2 separate regions of the Mus musculus genome follow, and region 1 is linked to region 2. Evidence: chromatin contacts called from public HiChIP or PLAC-seq data. All regions are on one chromosome and are shown on one strand. The core of a region is the stretch at or near the end of the contact, and the rest is flanking DNA. Distances in the headings are between cores, read along the strand shown.

What was found. HiChIP or PLAC-seq counts read pairs in DNA pulled down with a chosen protein or histone mark.
Region 1: a contact with region 2 is called in a FOXA1 HiChIP or PLAC-seq map of pancreatic cancer cells. The contact joins two enhancer-like sites. A contact is called at or near these places in 1 of 15 datasets of contacts at CTCF or cohesin (large pre-B cells), 19 of 484 Hi-C or Micro-C datasets (the AML12 cell line, B cells, CD4 T cells and 14 more), 2 of 115 datasets of contacts at active chromatin or transcription factors (heart atrium and pancreatic cancer cells) and 2 of 9 other capture datasets (adipose tissue and pancreatic islet).

Annotation. Positions count from the first base shown.
Region 1 is chr5:21,142,940-21,146,032 of GRCm38.p6, reverse strand. It overlaps Gm42222 (a long non-coding RNA gene), which reads right to left. Exons shown (of 3, transcript XR_880865.1): 3 at 1,072-1,571. Among named protein-coding and RNA genes, the nearest start is that of Gm42222, 6.4 kb to the right of the region's middle. Within about 2 kb of position 1,347, at least 113 of the 459 cell types and tissues checked have an H3K27ac peak or open chromatin away from gene starts, as enhancers often do. A contact at or near this core is called in pancreatic cancer cells, where this site is marked.
Region 2 is chr5:20,924,309-20,927,374 of GRCm38.p6, reverse strand. All of the region lies in intron 2 of Rsbn1l (round spermatid basic protein 1-like), which reads left to right. Among named protein-coding and RNA genes, the nearest start is that of A630072M18Rik, 25 kb to the left of the region's middle. Within about 2 kb of position 1,739, at least 20 of the 459 cell types and tissues checked have an H3K27ac peak or open chromatin away from gene starts, as enhancers often do. A contact at or near this core is called in pancreatic cancer cells, where this site is marked.

The sequences.
Region 1 (3,093 bases), core at 98-2,597, 220 kb before region 2:
CACCACACACACACATACACATACCACTTAAATGTTCAATGTTAATAACTCAGGGAAACAGAATGCCCATATATATTGCTGTGTATAAAAACAAAATTGGGATTGCCTTTCTAGAAGGTAGTTAAATTTCCCTTTGACCAAATGTACTGGCCGATTTTGTGTGTGGACTTGACACAGGCTGGAGTTATCACAGAGAAAGGAGCTTCAGTTGAGGAAATGCCTCCATGAGATCCAGCTGTGGAGCATTTTCTCAATTAGTGATTAAGCGGGGAGGGCCCCTTGTGGGTGGGACCATCTCTGGGCTGGTAGTCTTGGTTCTATAAGAGAGCGGGCTGAGCAAGCCAGAGGAAGCAAGCCAGTAAAGAACATCCCTCCAGGGCCTCTGCATCAGCTCCTGCTTCCTGACCTGCTTGAGTTCCAGTCCTGACTTCCTTTGATGATCAACAGCAATGTAGAAGGTGTAAGCTGAATAAACCCTTTCCTACCCAACTGCTTCTTGGTCATGATGTTTGCACAGGAATAGAAACCCTGACTAAGACACCAAACATCCCACCCACTTTTGGGCCTTCAGTGTAAGGAAGTAAGTCATGGATGTTAGGACTCAGTATAAAAGGGAACAGATAAGAATGAAGCATCATGACACATGGGTGAGACTGGCATGATGAAGCCATGACTTCATATGCTAGCCTAAAACTTAAAATGTTTATGCACTAGGATATCCTTAGTGTTTAACAATAGGGAGTCGGTTGGGTAGACCATGAATCACCCTTTGAACACTATACAACTTACCTGAATATTTAACAACACAGAAATGCTCATTAAATTTTGTCACATGAAAAAAGAAGTTATAAAAGAATATGTAGACCAATCAACACTCCTAAGAATGAGGCCAGAGTGGAGGGGTTTGAGCTTCAGAGGCACCACTGACAACTGTGTAGCCTTGGTTGGATAACCTAGTCTTCCCATAGCTCAGTTTGATCATCCATAAAATGGGGCTAATACCAGTCTCTGTTTCACAGGGTTGTTGTAAAAATGACAAGCTAAATCACAGACAGCATTCAGACAAGCACAAGCCACATGGAAAGGATTATTGTAAGAGCACACTATTGTTGACAGCTTAGTTTCTGTTGCCAATAAATTAAGTTGACTTTTAAGCTAATTCAAGAAGCAGAGGTGGGAAGGAGAATCATCCAGGCAAGAGTCACACCCTTGCATTCCACAGGGCTGCTCCCATGAAGTCACCAGCCCAGCTGCCAAAGGCTGACCCCGTGGCTCACACTGCGAAGTCCTTGGATGCAGGACATTGCATACTGCCTCAGAACAGCTGTCTTTCTCTCAACTGGAAACCGGATGCAGCTGCCATAGCTGCTGCCCAGGCCACAGTGGACTCTGCGTCATCCGTCATCCCTGCTGCTCTGAGTCAACAGCTCAGGAATCAAAGTCCAGAGAGGATGCATCTGCTCGGCTGTACCAAGTCCTTAGCCCCCCTCGTAGGAGCAGTCACGTAAAAACAGCATCACATAGTGAAAAAGGTACGGAAGTCCAGCAAACTCAGGGAGCAAGTCTGCAAACTGAACAACAATAACAAAAAAGATATAAAGAATCCCTTCATGGTTTAAAAATATAATCATAACTTGGACAGAGAAAGAAAACCAAAAGGCTATATATGCATCACAATGTTAATAATCAATCTGAGTTAATCATGACGACTGATTTGACTTTTTATTTTTTATTATTATTGTATATGTGTGCACATGTATGTATGATGTGTGTTTGTGAGTGTAGGCTCACCTATACTACAGCAGGTCTGGGAACTGAACCCATGTTCTTGGGAATGTTTACCCACTGACCCATATTTTAAATTCTTTTTGTGACTAGTTGAATTTTCTATGACCTAGAAAAGGTCTTTTCTTTAAAAATAAATAAATAAATAAATAAATAAATAAATAAACCTGGACAATGTCAGGTCTGTATTCTGAAACAGAATTGACTCTTTAGCGGTGAAACAGAAGACTAGACTCAGATGAGCACTGCTAGCCCAGAACAGGCCCAGTGGACCAGCACCACCAGCTGATTCACAGTGTGCTAAAATACGGGATCTCAGAGGAAAAAAGGAAGGTGACTTCTCTAGGAGACTAAGAAACAGACTTGACAGTGTGAAGACGCATTATGTAACATTTCATGACTATAAGCCTTGAAATGCTTCCAGACTTAGAAGAAGGCAAGATCATTAGCAGAAATAGATAGCTGGAACAGGATCCAGTTTTAAGGGGGAAAAAAGATAAATCTGGCTTTAAGCAATGAGGTTTAAGATCTTGAAAGGTGGCTCAGCCCAGAAAAACAAAACTTAGACCAACAATAAATGTCAATGCTGGACTTGTAAGTTGGAGAGAAATCCAAGGCCACGAAATAATGGGAGCCATAAAAGTAGACGAGATTGTGCACAGACGAAGATGAGCCAAGACAGGAAACCGAAGCAGGATGCCCCGTCGTAACACCTGTGTGGAGACTGGGGAGGAAGAGAAGCCAGAGACTCGGCAGAGCAAACGCTTGAGGAAAGAGAAAAAAAGGATATTCGTTTTACATTAAAACAACAGTCCTCATCAGCAGACAATTCAAAAGTTTCCGAATTTTTCCTGTAATGTTTTGATGAACAATTTGCTGTTTGTGAAGAGTTGCAAATGCACAAGGGCCACAGCTTATCTATGTTTTATTCATTCATTCATTCATTCATTCATTCAACAAACATTGCCTTAGCACTTACTTTGAGACAAGTACTCTCTTGTGTGTTGAGGGTGGAACAGTCAAAAGCTCTTGCCCTCCTGGGAACTACATTCCATATTCTAGAGGGGAGGCGTATGGTAGGTAAGTATGTTAGATGGTGGCGAATATCGGAGCCCAGGTAAGGATGGGTGAGCGCTAAAGGTCGCAGCAGGAAGGCTCACCGAGATGATCAGATCCAAAAAAGAGAGGAAGCCACTCTTGCAGAGAGATTAGGAAAGAACACCCCACGACAAGACCCTGAGATGGTGGGGGTCCTGCCATGCTTAGGAAGGCTGGGGTGGCTCCCCAGGGGAGGAGGGGACGCAGCTG
Region 2 (3,066 bases), core at 490-2,989:
AGTTGTATAATTTGGTGTGCTCATTATTCGTTTTTAACCATATTTATATAATTGGAAATAAGAGGCTAAAGCAATTTTGTCATGGTAGGATGGTGACATCCCTCCTTACAGACACTGGAGCATAACCGTTCATCAGAGAAGGACTGAGAGGGAGCAGTTACTCCGCCCCCGCCAAGCGCCAAACCAGGAGGGATGCTCTTTTATTCTCTCTTCCTTGTTTACGAGTATCCTCTCTAGCTTTAAAAAAAATACAAAAACATCCTCTTTGTTTCTTGTTTCCATGTTAAACTGTATTCTGTTACTGTTTATACATGGGGAAGAGTAGGAAGAATTTTGTTGTAGAATGTTGGGCAGTAACATCATAAATCATATAAAAACAATTTATGTTACAATAGAAATAAAAACAATCTCAGATTTACTTAGGAATGTCTGAATCAGTGATGTTCTCATTAGGCAGCTGGGAAGCCATTGGCTGGCCTGTTAAATTAGATGGTTAATCTAATCAATCAACCCTTTGACTTGGATTTATTTCAGTAAATTTGGGTGTGGATAAACATTTATGTTCACAAGGGGAAAAACCCTGCAATATCGGATATGAAACATAGCAACTAGTTTACGTTACTTATGGTATACGTGAACTCTCCATCTTTATTTCATTGTTTGTCACATTTATAAATATTTTTTGTTTCTTTACATAATAAACTTTTGTACAAGTCAGAATTTTACACTCAGAGATTTGTTTATTTTAGTATGTTGCCTGAGTATATACTGTGTATATGTAGTGCCTTCAGAAATCAGAAGAGGGTGTCTGTCAGATGAGTTTATAGGTGGCTGTGAGCCAATCAGTGTGGGTGCTGGAAACTGAACGTAGGTCCTTTGGAAGAGCAGCAGATGTTTTAACCACTGAGCCAATTCTGCATACTTAGAGTTTTCTTTTCTATAACGTTCTTTACACCTTAAAAGAAATATATCACCTATTAGTAGATGACTTCTTGGTTGATGTTCTCAATCCTTTTGTTTCTTTTGCCCCTGTGGTCTTGTAACTTTTATTTATTTTAAAAATTTTATTTATTTAAGGTTTTTTTGCTTTTTGTTTTTTAAATTGAGACAGGCTCTCATTATGTAGTCTTGGCTGACCATGAGCTCTTTTAGCCTAGGCTGGTCTACAAATCATGTAGAACGCCTTCCTCTGCCCCTAGAGTGCTAGGATTTAAGGACATGTGCCTCCATGCCTGGCTGCTGTTTTCTTTATTCATTTTTTTTTCAAAAAAAATTGTTCTAATTTATTCTGTGTGTTTGAGTGTTTCGGTTTCATGTATGTATGTATACTGTGCCTGTGCCTAGTGCTGGTAGAGATCAGAACAAAGTGTGTGATCCCATGTAACTGGAGTGACAGGAAGCTGTGAACTGCCATGTGGGTGCTGGGCTCTGAGCTCAGGTCTTCTGAGCTGAGGTGTGTGTGCACCATCACACCCTGTATGTACAGTAGCCGGGATTGAAGTCGGCAGGTATTCCCACCTGTGCTTCCACTGTGCTTCAGGTTACACTGTAAGCCTCTGAGGCAGGCAGGCAGGCAGGCAGGCAGGCAGGCAGGCAGGCAGGCAGGCAGGCAGGCAGGCAGGCAGGCAGGCAGGCAGGCAGGCAGGCAGGCAGGCAGGCAGGCAGGCAGGACTTGAGAGCTGCAGCTAGCCTTTAAGCAGCTGTGACTCATGCTCCCTCCGTGGGTTTACTCAGCTGACCCTGCCGGCTTAGTCTATTAGTTGTCTTGTCTTTATTTGTGTGTGCAGTGACACATAGTTATGCTATTAGAGGAAAAAGTCTGTGGCCTCAGGATACTTAAGCTATATGTTCTGACACGTAGATTTCTAGAGAGTGTATACATGAAAATATCCTACTGAACTGAAGGTTTTCTAGGAATATATAATATTAACTGGGACTTTGAAGTAGATGGAAAAATTAGACATTTTGAACTGTAAGGGTGAAAGATGAAGACAGAGAGTGAGGTAGGCTTAGAAACTGTAACCTTGGGGACTAGAGAAATGGCTCAGCAGTTAAGACTGCTCTTCCGAAGGTCCTGAGTTCAAATCTCAGCACCATATGATGGCTCACAGCCATCTGTAATGAGATCTGACACCCTTTTCCAGAATGTCTGAAGACAGCTACAGTGTACTTAGATATAATAATAAATAAATCTTAAAAACAAAAAAAGAAATTGTAACCTTTAAATGGCTAGGGCATTTGAAGGAAACATTTCTGTAGTGGAGATAAGTAATGATTTATACCGCTTTATGTTGCTGGGAAGATTATGTAAGTAAAAGTGAGGAGTGTATAATCACTCAGGAGGGAGATATGAAACTTTCATTTAAAAGAATAATTTTGGGTTTAAAAAGCAATAAAGTCAAAACTATCCTTCCTCCTCAGTGTATAGTATATAGGTAACTATACAAGTAAAAACATGCTTCATTTGGAAAAGGGACTCTGCCTTTGTAAGTACTGTGTCGGCTTTTATTATCCAGCAAAAGCACTCTCTGTTGACCTCTGTGTGGATGTGGCCAGGGGGTGGAGTCAGGTATTGCTGTGGTGGAGCAGAAAACTGCTCAGCTTGTTAGGGGTGGTACTCGCCTACTACTCTGTATGCAGAGTGGTTTTTCCTTTTTTTTCTTTTTTTTTAGTGTCCATCTTTTCTTCTCTCCTTATAGGTTTCTTCTTTAATGTTACACGTTGTAACAAACATTTGAAAATAGAAACCTTCCTAAATCTTTTCTACCTGAATCTCATTTCCTTTGGGTTTTCCTTAAAACTTTTACTGTGCTGGGTTTAGAGAGATGGCTCAAAAGTAGCACTTGCTGTTCTTTTAGAGGGTTCTAATAACTGTTTCCAGCATGATTAATCACAACTGTCTGTAACTCTAGTCCCAGGGGATCCAAATGCCTTCTTCTGACTTCCTTGGTAACCAAGCATGCATGTGTGCACATAATATAGATGTTGGCAGAATACTCATTTATATATATATGAAATCAATAAATCTTAAAAAAGTAGACTTATGGGCTGGAGAAATGGCTCAGT